Linked DNA regions of Mus musculus: region 1 is linked to region 2. Evidence: chromatin contacts called from public HiChIP or PLAC-seq data. All regions are on one chromosome and are shown on one strand. The core of a region is the stretch at or near the end of the contact, and the rest is flanking DNA. Distances in the headings are between cores, read along the strand shown. Region 1 holds the start of Peg10 (paternally expressed 10). Region 2 overlaps Ppp1r9a (protein phosphatase 1, regulatory subunit 9A).

What was found. HiChIP or PLAC-seq counts read pairs in DNA pulled down with a chosen protein or histone mark.
Region 1: a contact with region 2 is called in an H3K4me3 HiChIP or PLAC-seq map of embryonic limb bud, with 4 times the contacts expected there. The contact joins the promoter of Peg10 here to the enhancer-like site in region 2. A contact is called at or near these places in 4 of 39 promoter capture datasets (embryonic stem cells, hippocampal neurons, liver and 1 more), 6 of 484 Hi-C or Micro-C datasets (embryonic fibroblasts, embryonic stem cells, forebrain and 1 more), 8 of 115 datasets of contacts at active chromatin or transcription factors (embryonic hindbrain, embryonic limb bud, embryonic stem cells and 2 more) and 2 of 9 other capture datasets (adipose tissue and pancreatic islet).

Annotation. Positions count from the first base shown.
Region 1 is chr6:4,742,395-4,749,335 of GRCm38.p6, forward strand. It overlaps Peg10 (paternally expressed 10), which reads left to right and starts at 4,912. Exons shown (of 2, transcript NM_130877.2): 1 at 4,912-5,184. Sgce (sarcoglycan, epsilon) reads right to left here and starts at 4,810. Exons shown (of 11, transcript NM_011360.3): 1 at 4,586-4,810. The coding sequence starts at 4,694.
Region 2 is chr6:4,977,946-4,985,752 of GRCm38.p6, forward strand. All of the region lies in intron 2 of Ppp1r9a (protein phosphatase 1, regulatory subunit 9A), which reads left to right. Among named protein-coding and RNA genes, the nearest start is that of Gm52886, 73 kb to the right of the region's middle. Within about 2 kb of position 4,881, at least 72 of the 459 cell types and tissues checked have an H3K27ac peak or open chromatin away from gene starts, as enhancers often do. A contact at or near this core is called in embryonic limb bud, embryonic stem cells and forebrain, where this site is marked.

The DNA.
Region 1 (6,941 bases), core at 3,662-6,161, 240 kb before region 2:
TCTCTCCCTTCTTCAAACCCAGTAACCTATACACACCTGGCCAGCACAGGTCCCAGCCAGTCTCCAGCTTATGCAACAATCCTGCTAATTAATTTGCAGACCCTCTGAACATCATCCGCCTACAGCCCACCAACTGCTTCCCTGAAAGCAAGACTCACTTATCTTTCAAAATAAGACGTAAAGGACCCACACGGCTTAGAGGTACAAGTCTATGGAAATATACATATACACAGAGCAAAGCCCAGGAAGGCAAGAGCAGCAGTGCAAATGTCTGTGGCAGGCTGTGAGACTGTTTGGGTTTTGCTGTTATCGTTGTTTAATTCATTGCTATCTTTACTACAGTTACACATCTTTAAAAAAAATTAACAATGAAAATCATGTGCAGAGAATTTGGCTTGGACACAGTTGATGTCAAATGGCTTTAGACCATTGAGAATCTCTTTCCAACCAGAAAACGCTAAGCAGAAAAATAGTCTCTGATAGGACTTGTTGATCCCTGGGAGAATCAGCCTTGCTTTCTTTCCATTAGCATTGTCTTCTTTCTCTTTCCCCACTCTTTCCTTTTTTTCAACGCCAAATTGCTATTTAGACTTAATAAGCTGATAACATAGTTAAGAGTAGACTAGAAAACAAGATACGGCATTTTAGAAAAAGAAGTCTGGATGATGTGCCCGCGCACCCATGTGTGTGTGTGTGTGTGTGTGTGTGTGTGTGTGTGTGTGCAGTTCATCTCTCTATCTGTCTGCCTTTCTCTGTTTGACAGGTTAGGAACATATGGAAAACAGGGGATAGGAACCAAAAACAGAGCAAAGTACAAAGGTTCCCTTCTAGCCCAAGTACAGAACAGACAAACCCAACCCGTGTCATCTGATTAGATGGGGTCCTTTTTCACACTGAGACTCTGAAATAAAATAAATAATAAACAGGATGTATATTTAGATGTTTAGAATAGAGACTATGAAAATGTAAAGATGAAAAAAAAAAAAGATCAGGTAGGATAGACTGTGTGGACAAACAGGACAAATAGAAAAGAAACGGAGTGTGGACTAATTGTGGAGGGAAAGAAGCATCATGTGTAAGCACTGTGCTTATCAGATCCACAAACAATCTGAGTATTTAACTTGAAACATTTTTAAAAACCCAGCATGTCTTTGCTGCTTTAGCCTTTTCTTTAAGGGTGATTTTCATCCATGGGAAACTAGTGTTTGAAGCTGAACTCGGGCTATCTGTCACACTCAGGTTATCTCTAGCCCGTTTTTATGGTGTGTTCATTGCCGTCTGTAAAGTCTGTGAGACAAGTGAAAATTCCAGCTGGCTGAGAGACATAATTTACTCCACAAATGAAGTTATGCTATATATACACAAGATAAACCAATAGCTGCTAGATTTATGGCAAGCTGTTATAATAACAGATTAAAAAAAAAAAAACCCAATTCAAACCTTAGTTACTCTTTCAAAAGTGAAATCTTTATCTTGTTTAGAAATGATTTACTCCTAGTACCCTAGAAGCTAAGCCAACTACAGGCAGAAAATAAGCACATTCATATCCATATCAATATCAATTTCTCATTAAAAAAGGATAAAATGCCCAAATAGGTAGTCTATTATTTGTCTTGTGAAATCTCTACCTTAGCTTTGAACTATAAACCTTCTTACTCCTCTAGAACTTATCCTAAATATAAGAGATAAATCAACAGCTTCATAGATACGGGGCAAATTGCCACAAAATAGGTAAAATGTATAAACAGAAGATGTGCGATGTCAAAATCCTGCTTAGTGTTAATACAGAGTTCTGTCACTCCACTCTGAACTAAAAATGGTGGTAAAGCAAGAGATGATAGCTCCTGAGCACTCTTCAAAAATGGATAAAATGTTCCAATACAAAGAGCAGCTAGTTACCTAGTGAAGTGAACGATGCATAGTAACACGGCGTAGCTTCACTCACCCTTGTGAAAAGCCGGCACAAAATAATCCACACGGGGGAAAAAAATCTTAAAAGTCACCTGGATAGTAAATACCATAAGTGCTTAAGATCTTATCTATCAATCTATCAGTATTAGGACATATTGGTATTTAATGTTAGTTAAATGCTCAAGTGTCAATTAATTTTGTCTATTCACTTAAATATTGTTTGTTCTTTCAGCTAGCAAGAAAGTTTTACCTAAACAGCTGCTATTGCCTTTTCCCTAGGAGAACTATAATTTGAATAAAGTTAAAAAAAAAAAAGGTGTATCAAGCATTAAAAAGCATCAAGGATATTGATCAGAATTATATCTCCATGTGATAATCCTGAGGCGGGGAGCCACGGCTCAGCTCGTTGGTTTGAAATACTTAGGTGTTGTTGCTGTTCATATACCTCAATCAGGAAATATTAATTTAATGTTGCTTATTTTTAAAGAAAATTGTAAAATTAGTATTATTTGATGCTCAAAATCCACTACTTGGAAAGAAAACAGGGGAAGAAATTAATTTGATTCAATATTTAATTTTGAGAAAAAAAAGTATATACAACCCTATAAAAACCCATATTCTTTAGATCCCTCTGTAAGCATAGAGGGAAGTCTGGAAGGGCAAACCGCACTTTGCCGACACCAGAGCAAGCCAAGGATGTCACAGGTGATCTTGGTTGCCTTAGTAAGGTACCTTCTGGAACTTGGACCATGAGAGAGAATTACTATTATTACACAAGTACCAACAAAGCCATATCTATTTTTTAGGCCGTCAATCAATCAAAAAATAAAAATACTGGCTAACATTTTGAAATGAAAAAGTCAAATAAATTTAAGCTCTGAAAGATGGGTGATTTTTAAAACTTGAATTTTCCTTACTTTTTAGATCCATGTTTTCTGTAAGTGTCAGTTTTTTAAAAGTGAACTCTTAAAAAGCTCTCAGTGAACAGCTTGGTGAATTAACTTTGAGGGTGAAAGAAATTGCTCGTAAGCATATGAGAGTCCCGCAGTCACCGGAACAGGGACTGTTAAATAAACATTGTTTTAAAATCCTGGAATCAGTCTGTCTTGCAGAAAAGGATAAACACTTTTAAATTAAAAGTAATGATTATGTTCGCCCAATTTCCTAGATAAATGTCCTTTGCTCTTGGAAATCTGCACTTATTTATTTCTGGAGGTCAACATTTAATTTCTAATAAGTAGATTCCCAGGAAATGAATGAGTTTTGCTTAGTGCTAAAAAGCTTAATGCTTTGTACAGCGCAGGGTCCTGTCGTTCACAATGGGTCAAAGTCTTGTTTTTCCTTTAAGGAAAAAAAATGCTGCAGAAGTATTGCTGAAATATGCTCAGTTTTAGTCTTTAAAAAACAAATATGTTTCATCTGTGATTTATAAATCTAACTCAGTTGTAGACAATTTGATTTTCCTTTTAACCTTAACTTTTTTGACAAAGATTAGCAACAGATTGTTAATTTTCTCAGCACCTAAGACTTTGAGCAGCTTAGGTGGGAATCCGAATTAAGGTTTTATTTAACATCCTTTCCCAGTCAGTATTTGAATGCCTTGTTCCTTTGCAAATTTCTCTAACAAAACAACAACAACAAACAAACAAACAAAAAAAATTTACAGGTTTATGTTTCAAGCCAAGGAAATGCTTGGAGCTGAGTCTCGGTGACCTGTTTCAAAGGTTTGAACCTACAGTTACTGCTCCCCAAAACATTCATTCACCCACAAGATTTAGAAACATAAAACGGCGCGGGGTGGGGGGGGAAGCTGAGGTCTCCGTGTAAACCTCACAAAGTCCGTAGCTGAAGGCTTCCAAAGCCCGCCAAGAACATTGGAAGCATCCACAGCTGTTTTCAATTGTTCTTGCTTTCCCTTCGTAACGTATTTAGTAGGGCAATGGGTGCTGTTTGCAGCATCTCTGGCCCCCAGCCATGGTTGACCCTGACCTGCACACCGCCGTTTGGCTCCCAGAATTTCATGATCCTGCTTCCGTGTTCGGTAAAACCTAAGGAAAAATCAGGTTCGCGCCACCAGGAAATATGCTTTAAAAAAAAAAAAAAAAAAAAAGCGCGCGGGGGGGGGGGGGCTTCGATCTTTTAAATGTCACATTTTGGTGGTCTTTTTCTCTCTCAACCAGATCCCAGAAAATGAGAAAAGATGTACATCTTTGTGTAAGAGAGAAAGCAGCTGGCCAGACATGTCCTTTGGTTCACATCTAGGCCAGGGAGTCTCAATTGTGGGATAAAACCCCCATCCCCACCCCGAGGGGCAACGACCCCCCAAGTCTGTTTCAGGGATCAGAAGATGTCCACCACTAGGCTGGGGGGGCGAGGAGGGGCGCCCTTCTTAATGGAAACTGGAGCTGAATTCCTGCCCTGCTGGACAGGGAGGGGCCGTGGGGGTGCAGAGAGAAAGAGAAGGCCAGGGGTCAAGCCTGGGGAGGGACCCACTTGGCCCAAAAGGTGGGCTGCAGGGTGTCCTGAAAGAGGGGTGCTGTGAGGGGGAGGCATTGGGCATAGAGCGGGACTAGCACCCTTTGGGCACGCCCTGGTACCCCGGAACCCGAGTGGGGGAGTGTGAGGCGGCGGCCTGTGGGCCCCTGAACCTCCATGTCGCGCGCAGGCCACTAACCTGTCAGTAAGAATGTGCCAGTGGTCGCGGGGCTCATCTTGAGTGTCCCCCGACCCTTTCCCGTCCAAGCACAAGGGTCTCCCAGCTCCCACCACCAGAATAATAGCATTCTTGGCCTGCCTAAGCCAACCGTCCTCGATCCTCCCCTCCCCTCCCTTTCTTTTTTTCCTCCCAGCTTGGCCAGTTCAGCATCGCGCACCCCCCCTTCCTGAGCCCATGCTGCCCCTAGCGGCGGGCCAAAGCAGTGCATGCCGCGCCCCCACCCCATCCCCCAAGGCGCCCGCCCACGCGCCCCCCTCCGCCCCCGCTGCTCGCGAAGCACGCTGGGATTTGGCGCCCCCCCTCCTAGGATCTCTCTATATAAGGCAAGCAGTCCGGACTCCCGATACACGCGTTTCCAACTTGAGTTGGTGTGTGTCGAAGAATCCTGACCAACTACGACCTGGGGAGAGCAGCCAACCGAGAAGGTCCACCGAGCCTCGCCTAGGTCTGCTGCGCGGGCTGCGGTCCGGAGCCTTCTCCGGACCGCGGTCACCCAGTGGACCGGGCCGTCGCGGGACCCCTCATCCTTCGTGGCATCGCAGAGGAATCCTCGTGTGGTGAGTATGGTTAGGATTTTTTTTTTTTTTTTAACTCCAAGAAAACGGTCACACGCAATCCCCGTTTTACATCGGGAGCTGCGGGAGATAAAAGTAGCGCCCCCCAAAATATCTCCTCGCAAATTTTGTCAAGCCTTCAGTGGCCAGATCCTGAGACGAGAGCGTGGAAAGCAAGTCTTCACGGCTTCGGGTCCGCGAATTCGGTTTCCACGACTCGCGTCCAGAAATGGTCGGTAGACACATGAGCTGCGGACAGCGATGAGCTGCAGACGCACATGAGCTACTGACCGAATTGTGATGAGCTCCCCAAATACGCTGCAAAGTGACTGGCTCTGCACTCTTAAGTGCCGCGCTACGAACGGATTGCACTGCAGACGGCCGCGTCTTGCGCTGTGATAAACTAACGGGCGCTTCATGCGCTACAAAATCCTAATAGGCGCTTCATGCGCTACAAAATACTCATAGGCGCTTCATGCGCTACAAAATACTCATAGGCGCTTCATGCGCTACAAAATACTCATAGGCGCTTCATGCGCTACAAAATACTCATAGGCACTTCACACGCTACGAACTGATGGGCGCTTCATGCGCTTCGCTGTACTAATGGGCGCTTCATGTGCTACGATGTACTAATGAGCGCTTAATGCGCTTCGCTGTACTAATGGGCGCGCCATGCGCTTCACTGTACTAATGGGCGCTTCATGCGCTTCAGCGTACGAACGAGCAAATGAAACGGGCGAACAGGCGAACCTGTGAACGGGGCGAACGGGGCGCTTCATGCGCCACAAACCAGCCCGAACTACGGTGATACCCAAAACCGATTCGTGTTTCACGTATTCAATTTGGAAAGCTGCAGGAGAGTAACCAAACGCAAAAGCGCAACAAGAGTGAATTTAGAAAATGCGCTACAAACTGCGGCACAGGCATAAGACCTGCAGCCTCTTAAGTGACACAGAAAGTAGCGTTGGGAAGACGAGAGAACGTATCTCTCCTTGGTGAGGGGACAACACAGTTCACCTTTCGGGTCAAAACTGGCTCCGTTTTCCTGTCGGACGGCTATCTGCATGATGGTGGTGGTGCTGGTGGTAAACAAAATGGAGCCCTGGGAGGCCAAAATTGGTTTTAACATTCTGCCCACGTAACTCCTGCTTATGGCAGTGGAGTGGAGGGGTGCTGGATTTTGGAGATGGCGGAATGGCCTGCCTTGTCTAGTGGTGATTGATTGAGGTGACGGTGACGGTGCACTGGACTTGGGGACACGAATGGGTGTCCAGCAACAGTTTGTGGAAACTGTCCGGTTTTCTGGGTGGGCACGAAGCCAAGGTGGGAGGTGGGAGATGATGGGAGGTGGGAGATGATGGGAGGTGGGAGATGATGGGACGGTGGGAGGTGGGGGATTCACTCTTGCTGCACGGAAGGGATCTGGTGGTTGGGAGCTGGTGGGAGGGGTCTGGGGAGGTAGGGGGGCGGGGGGAGGCATGCAGTCATTCTGCAGCCCTGTTGTAGCCAGTCTCAGACCTGCCCCGCCCATCTAGCCTTGCCTCATCTGCAGAGAGGCCGCGCGCCTCGCCTGTCGCGCGCTTTTCCAGAACATGCTTCCACAGGCCCAACCTCCCAAGTGCTGACGCCTTAGAGCCAGCCTACCTGGTCCCCACCCCCAAGGCCCGCCTCCTCTGAGGTGGCCTGCCTAGCCCCCGCCCCCAAGGCCCCGCCTCTCTTACTGTTCAGCTCCTCCCAGAGCTCCTCCAAGGTGGCCC
Region 2 (7,807 bases), core at 3,631-6,130:
TGCTAGATAGTATACGTGGTATGTGATTTCTTTCTACAAGCTATGCAGCTAGCCAGGTAAGAAGGAAGACAGGCAGCAGAATGGTCTAGTAAGAAAGCAGTTATTTCTTACCAGATAGGGCAAAAGACCCCTCACGTTTTGCAGGCATGAGTAGCTTTGCAGTAAATATTTGATATGAGAGAAACACACAGGAAGTTCATATTCACCCATTTGTTGAATGATGTGTCTTATTAAGAACCTTAGCCTGCATAGATGACTTTTCAACAACACAGGTTTAGCCTTCTCTTGAGAGGGTGTAACCACACACGGTTTCCAGAACATGAACATCAACTACTGATCACAGGCAGACATTCAAGTCCACACCTTTCTTTAAATGCATCTGATTTTTGATCTTTCTATTTCCTTTGCAAGTCTGATGATTATCACTGATTTTAAGTAAAGAGGAGTTTGTGCTTTTAGTTTTACTCAGCCTTTTTGGTGTCTGTCACGGAATCCCACTAGTCATGAGTTTGTGGCAGTGGTTATGTAATACTCCAGTTGAAGTCTGTCTCTTAGTGCTTACTGTTGCACAAGACAGATTATCACTTTAAAAGGTTAGAGGACCTTGGCATTGTTGCTCTTCTCCTCCTCCTCTTCTTCCTCTTCTTCCTCCTCCTCCTCCTTTTCCTCCTTCTCAGTTTACCATTTTATAATTTATAGATAAATATTGTTAAGGGAAAAATTATGTTGCATTGGCCTGCATTTATTTAGATATTTACAAATATCCCCAAAAATATAAAATATCACCAAGATTAGAATTGCACACTGTAAGCAGGGAGAGACATGAATTGGTCTCTGTCTAAGAGAATGTAGCCCCAGACAGAGTTTCCTCTTTGAATTTAACTGTATTTACTCGGTCTGAATTTCTTTGAGATAACAATGCTGCTGTTTTGGAATTTAGCCTCTCTTGAAAGACATTTTTCATATTAGCACATTATATCCAAAGTATTTCATGCTAAATAGTTAAAGTTGAAAAGAGTCTCAGGCACAAATATCTAGATTAATTGTGTCAAAGTTAATTTTGTACTTTTAAATGTGGAAATTACAGGAAGTCTCTTTTGTGGCTTAGTGTACTTAGTCTTTCTCAATGATTGTGGTTTTTCTTTCTGTAGGAAAGTCTGTCAGATTTTGGTCTGTTTATGAGCTACTGGTTGTAGGGAAATAAAGATGCTATCTGTTTTTGTGGTCTTCTTTAACCAGAACTATCAAGTTAAGACTTAATATGGAGGTTCAGAATAGTAGCTATATATTTGTATATTTTCATGTCTGTGTCACAGATTCTTTAAAATAGGAGCCATATATGCAACAAAGACATACATATAAGACAAAGGCATACACACACACACACACACACACACACACACATGTGTGTGTGTGTGTGTGTGTATTATATATGGATATATTATATATCCCTATTCTCTTGTATAATTTCTTATTTTTATTTATTTAATTTGAATGTTTAATCACATATTTACTACTAATCAGGAATTATTATCAACCCTGGCATTTGAAAACTACCCTACTAGAAGGAACAACTGCCCCATTAAAATAATTCACAGTTGGGTGGCTTTAGATTCTAAAAGAGGCTCAACTTAGTGAGTCAGGCTTTAGCTTGGCAGGAGAGCACTTTCCATCCATTCCTCTTCCTTGTGAAGGACTTAGAGGAAAATGCGTAGAGCAACATTTAAAGCTATGAACATTTGAAAAATAGCTAAAATCTTAGCTCAAGGGGTTAATATACAGTGTACACATGGAAACACACACATATGAATAAATGTATATGTCTGCAATTTAAGATACATAAAATAGCCACATAATTTTAAGAAAGCACTTCAAAATGGTGTTAGCTCCATATTTTCAATGAATCAAGAATATAATAAAGGTGGCAAAATACATTTCGTGAGGGTTGGGGCACTAGATCTAAGAGCAGGTTCCTGGCAGTGGGCATGACAGTATACTCCCTTTTAATGAAAGGCACGACTAAGGTCACCTGGGAAAGAGACTTCAGAAAGGGAGGTTACGCTAACGTGTAAGAGTGTAGGAAGCACGGATATTGGATTATATCTGAATATCGGATTGAGCAGGTTTCCCTTCAGCTGTGCGGCCTGCATTTGAATTCTGTTGTGAAAAAAGAAAGAACTGCTGGTTCGTTTCAGGCCGCTGTCTTTCTTTCATTGCTATGTGGAGTACAACTTAGGAGCTAGTGTAAGGGGATGTATGACCAGTTGGAAAGTAACAGTGTGGGGCATATGCATCAAGATGTCACTTAGTCAGGCTCGCCTCCAGGACAAAAGGACATCTCCAAATGGAGGAAGCAGTTGTCCTGACTGCAGCTCAAACCTTCTCTCAAGGTCACAACCTGCAGTGTCTTTTCCTTTGCTTTTCTTTTTCCTTTGAACTGAGCTTTTCAGATGTAAAGAAAGCTTTAGGGCTTAGCTTGCTTGTGGTTTAGTACTGGAGTGACAAGATACCCAGCAGGAAGCCCTGAGCTCTACTCCAGATACAAAGAACAGGAAAAAACAAAACAAAACAAAACAAAACAAAAACCAAAAAACAAACAAACAAAAGCTTTCTTCATTCTGAAGAGACAAAGTCAGGGTTCCAGGGGCAGAGGGAGACTCAAGAACTTTCTCATAGAGTTCCTTGGATGGGAAGTGAGAAGTGGAAACAGTTATGGGCATTATAAAATCATATTTAATAAAGGACCATGGCATATAAAAGGTTTATGAGCATAATCTGGCATCAGAGAAATTAGTGGTAAAGTTACAGTGTCCCTATCATTAGATGCACCATTAGAAGGGCGTGCAGATGGAGTCATAGGAGCAGTGACACAGAGTTGGGGTGAATGTCAATATGAGCATCATTTAATATTTAATATGACAATTGCTTAAAAAGTTAATCACCTGGCCTCCAAGGCATATTCCATTCCTGGTTGTGGACATAAGAGGGACAAGAGTGTACCCACATAGATGTGATATTCACACACATCTTTTATTTGTAGTAGTCAAAACTGGAAACAACCCAAGTGTCATCATGAAGGGAGTGGATAGCAGTGTTCTATCTATTCGGTGGTCCAATTCTCAACAACAAAAAGAAGTAAGCCTCATCCATCAATCCCAAATTGCATTTAAATGAAACTCCCCACAAAGGAACGTGTGTTGAACATACTACTTAGGCATAGCTCTAGAAAATCTAAAGAATTCTTCAGTGGCATAAAGCTGGACAGTTTTGTGTAGCTCTGGGGGTAGAGAATGGATTATAAAAGATGCACTAGCCACTTTGCGAGGTGGATTGTCGAGATACTGATAGAAGCAGCAGAAGGCAGAGGGAAGGAAGGGCTTGTTGTGGATCACTAATTGGGTAGATGGTCCATCCTGGGGAAGGAGTGGCAGAGAGAGGCTCTAGCTGTGACGGCATGAACATGCGTCTGCTGGTTGCATTTTGTTTGGAGTCAGGAAGCAGAGACAGAGATTGATGCTTAGCTGGTGCCTCCTCTTACCATCTTTTTATAATTTTAACCCAAAACCTCATCCTAATGGGAAGGTACTCTCTCCACACTAGGATGGGGCTTTCCCCGTTGGTTAACCTTCTCTGGAAAGGCTTCACGAATATGCTCAGATGTGGTTTCTTAGGTGACTCTGAATCCAGTCATAATGACAGAATCCAGTTATGTTGACAGTAGAGATTTAGAACCAGCATGCAGGGGACAGGTATGATGGTAAGGATGGCTTCTTGGCTGGATATGATCCGAACTCATTTGACTACTTCAAATTGAGTCTTAAGACATAGACAAATGAAAATATTTCAAATATTTTGTTTTGTTTTTGAGAAATTGTAGGTTCAGCTGTGTCATATAAAAGAGTTTCACTTGTCTTTGCTTCCTGTGCGTTTTATGGCTTTCCATGAGTTCTCTCCACCGAGTGCACTTTTAATGTCATTTATTTTCATTTATTTAGACTTTAGAATAAGCTTCCAGAGTTTGTATTTCATTCTTTCCTGCCTTGTAAATTTAGAGCCCTGAGAGATCATCACAGGGCCTTTTTGGAATTCTATCTTGTGACTGTGGATAAATTATCTTTACTATGCTGCATTGTCTTGGAGCACTAGAAGCAGATCAACAGTATCTAAGCAGAGATCATGTTTAGTCTTTTCAGATAATGTGGTTCTCTGATGCCATGTTGACTAGTCAGAGTAAAAGCAAATCAAAGGTGCAAATCCAGTCTGGATTAGCTAGGATTTATAATCATGAATATAGATAAAATTAAAAGAAAATATAAAACGTGAATTTGCATTTTATAGTAAATATTTGGAATAACTTAAAATATTGATCACAAATGCTCTGCTGAAAGGAAATTTAAAATTTAATAAAATGTGACACATTCTGTTTTCGCAATATTTTGGAAATGGAGGCAGAATGATCAGGGCAGCATAGTCTCACTCTTGCAAAAAGTTGATAGTAAATTTAATGTAGTATTCATATACATGTAGTTAGCTTAGGTAAATTTTAATTTGAAGTCACAGTGATTTAAATATCAGATATGCTTTCTAGGATTATAAAAAAGATACTGTGGTTGTCTAAATAGACAGTAAGTTTTCTGTGCAAGATTCAAACAAATCTGCTTTTTTATATATTAAAAACAAATGCCTTCTTTGAGGTTTAACACTCAAAATATGTTCCTGAGTTCTACTCTAGTGTACTTAATACACAAAGACCATTCTGTTTAACATACACAAATGAGTTTGGCACCCAGATGTTCCCTGGCGACAGGAATGGGGCACTGCAGCGGTAGCGTGAGGTGGGGCTGCATTGACATAATGGCCTCTTTGAGTGGAGCCTGCAGCAGGAAGGTAGCTTTGCTGAGCAAACGTTGTGCTTTCACTCTTTCACCCATGCTTGAGCAAACAAGGAGTTCCGTGTGAGCAGTCTGCTTGCCAGTCGGTCCCAAGAAAGCCTCAGAAGGTATTCTTAAAGAGCCAAGGCAAACAGCTTCTGTTTTGGGTGCATGTATCACAGCTGAGCCTTCTGCTTGAAGAGCCTCATTTAATCCTTTCTGCCTCTGGGAGGGTGCTCCCAAACGCTGTCCTAGACACTGGAGCATTGATGAGCACAGACATATAGAGGCTCTGTGTGCTCTTTCTACCAAGTCCTTCCCGCTCACACTGCTGTCACGGTCTTTTTCATACGGCAAGGCCATAAGCCTTAAAGGAGGGTAAACATCGTTGAATGGCACCCTTGCTATCACTATTAGCAAGTCTTGTGTGAAGGAACCTTTCTGGTGTTCTGAAATGTGGGCAAGTTTTGAGCCCATTGGAAGTCAGTCAGATTTTCATTAGCATTCAGAGAAGTATTACCTAGCTTCCATGTTGACATTTTCAACCAAGATGTTTCTGTTGTCCCCACTCCCGATTTTCCCCCCTCCAATATCCCACTTCCCCTCGGGCTTCCTTTCTGCTTCCGTGTTACATATTCTTTTGCCTTACCCTACCCTCTCACTTCCTCTTGTTCCCTTTCATGGTATCTATCTTCATAACCTATGTCCCTCTCATACCAGGCAATTAATTATGGTATTAAATTGTAAACAATTCAAACACAATTTGAAATGATATTTAACAGTTTTATCATAGTTGAATAAAAGGAGCCCAGAAGGCCTGTTTAGTTCTAGGTAATTATAAAAGCCATGTGTGTTATGACTTGTTTTTCTTAGTAAGTTTGGTAAATAACTACTAGGTATGGCAGATTCATGACATGCTGTTGTTAAAATTGTCACAATTAATGCCCACGTATGGAATATTACCTAACCAAGTCCTGGAGTCGCCTATGTCAAAACTCTGTTTTTATATAGACCATAGTTGTTTGCTTTGAGCAAAATTATTTGGGCCACATTTTGACTTCTTATTTCCAGTTCACGCGTTGAGAATCAGAACTGATATTCATTGCTGCTGACATACCTTGCGTCTATCTGTTTTATTGTTACTGAAGGGCAGAAAGTGTTCCCGAGTGTGGCAGCTTGAGTAGTCTTGTGCTCATGCACTGTATCGCTGTGTGTTGCCCGTGACATTGGCTGTGTAGAAGGATCTGGGGCTGCATCCTATCTCGACCATCACTTACTCTGTCCCCTGTCTCAGATTATCCTTCAGTTCTAAGATTAAATCTCTTTTTGCAAATGTTCCCATGTTTAGATCCCAGCTCTGGGATTCAAGCCACCAGCAGGATAACACTGTACAGTTGTCTCAGAGCACGAGCTTCTCTAAAATAGTGATGTGTGTGTGTCAAGGTAAGAACGCAAATGAGAGGTATTTACTGAAATTACAAATTTCCAATCAGCTAGTAAGACGCTCTTACGGAAACCACCATTCAATCCTACTTTTAGGTTGTTATTGAAATCAACAAGTTGAGTAAGCTGAGCTTGCTCAGCATGCAGTGGTGCGCTGGATAGCCAGGAGGTGCTGCAGGGTTTGGAACTCCTCCCAGCCTGCTGGGGGCCAGAGCGGCTGTGCTGCTGGGTTCTGGGTTGTTTGCACTGATGTCCAGTTAGGCTTCTAAAACTTCACAGTTTCATATTTTTCAGCATTTTCTATTTCTTTTTGTTTGTTTGTTTTTTTGTTGTTGTTGTTGTTTTTTCGAGACAGGGTTTCTCTGTGTAGCCCTGGCTGTCCTGGAACTCACTCTGTAGACCAGGCTGGCCTCGAACTCAGAGATCCGCCTGCCTCTGTCTCCCAAGTGCTGGGATTAAAGGTGTGCGCCACCATGCCCGGCGAGGCATTTTCAATTTCTAGGTTAGGAGTGCTAGTCTGTATTTCGTTATGTACCCCTAAAAACTTTATTGATTGTTTTGTTGAAAAATGTTTTCATATAACTTTGTTTTGCACAAATTGAGATCAGGGAAAGAGACTGACCCATATTTGCATATTATAGATGTTGGTTTTCTAGACACTAATCTAATGACACTTTGTGTCACACAGTAGAGGTTTCCAAGATTGGATCTGAAATTCATATCATTGAAATGATGACAAAGATAAGAACGTGGTACTTTCTCAAAGGCGTTGGCTCTGCTGCCAACCTGTAGAAAGTGGCCCACCATCTCCTAAGTCTGTTCTATAAGACAGGAGCATTTGGCATCAGACTCATGGGAATTTCTCCCTCTGAACAGCAGAAAATGTACAGGAGTGTCCTCTCTTATCTACAGTTTAGAATACCAGTGGTACAGTCCACAGAACTCAAAAAGGTCAACAAGCTGAAATGCCCAAGCGAGGACGCCTCAGTCCCACTTGGGAGGGACAAGGAAACCATCACTTGTCTATATGATAGTCTAAAATAGTAAGAGGGATCAGCTAGGAGCAAGAAGTTAATAAATTCAAATTTTGTATGTTATTTTAGCAGTGTAATGAAGTTTTGGACCATTACTTTGTTCATCAATGCTATATATGGTATCCTCCTCGTGTTACATTTAAATTTCTATTGTTAGCTCTGCAGTGTTGCGCTGCCTGTGTTCAGGTAAACAATATTGTGTTACACTATTGGAGTAATGCACTGTAGCTTTAATTTTTCTCAACCCCAATTTTATTAAAGGTTTTTTAAAGGCTTTAACCTCTCTTCTGGCCCACCACCCACCAGCGATAGTGGGAAAGAAAGGTGATTAGGATATGGGGAAATGGACCTGTTTAGGAATTGTTCCTCGGAGCATATCCAGTCTACCTTCTCAGGAAGTCAGCAGTTCAGTTCACAGGAAATAGCAGCAGTGGCTGCTTGATCCACTTGCAAACACCT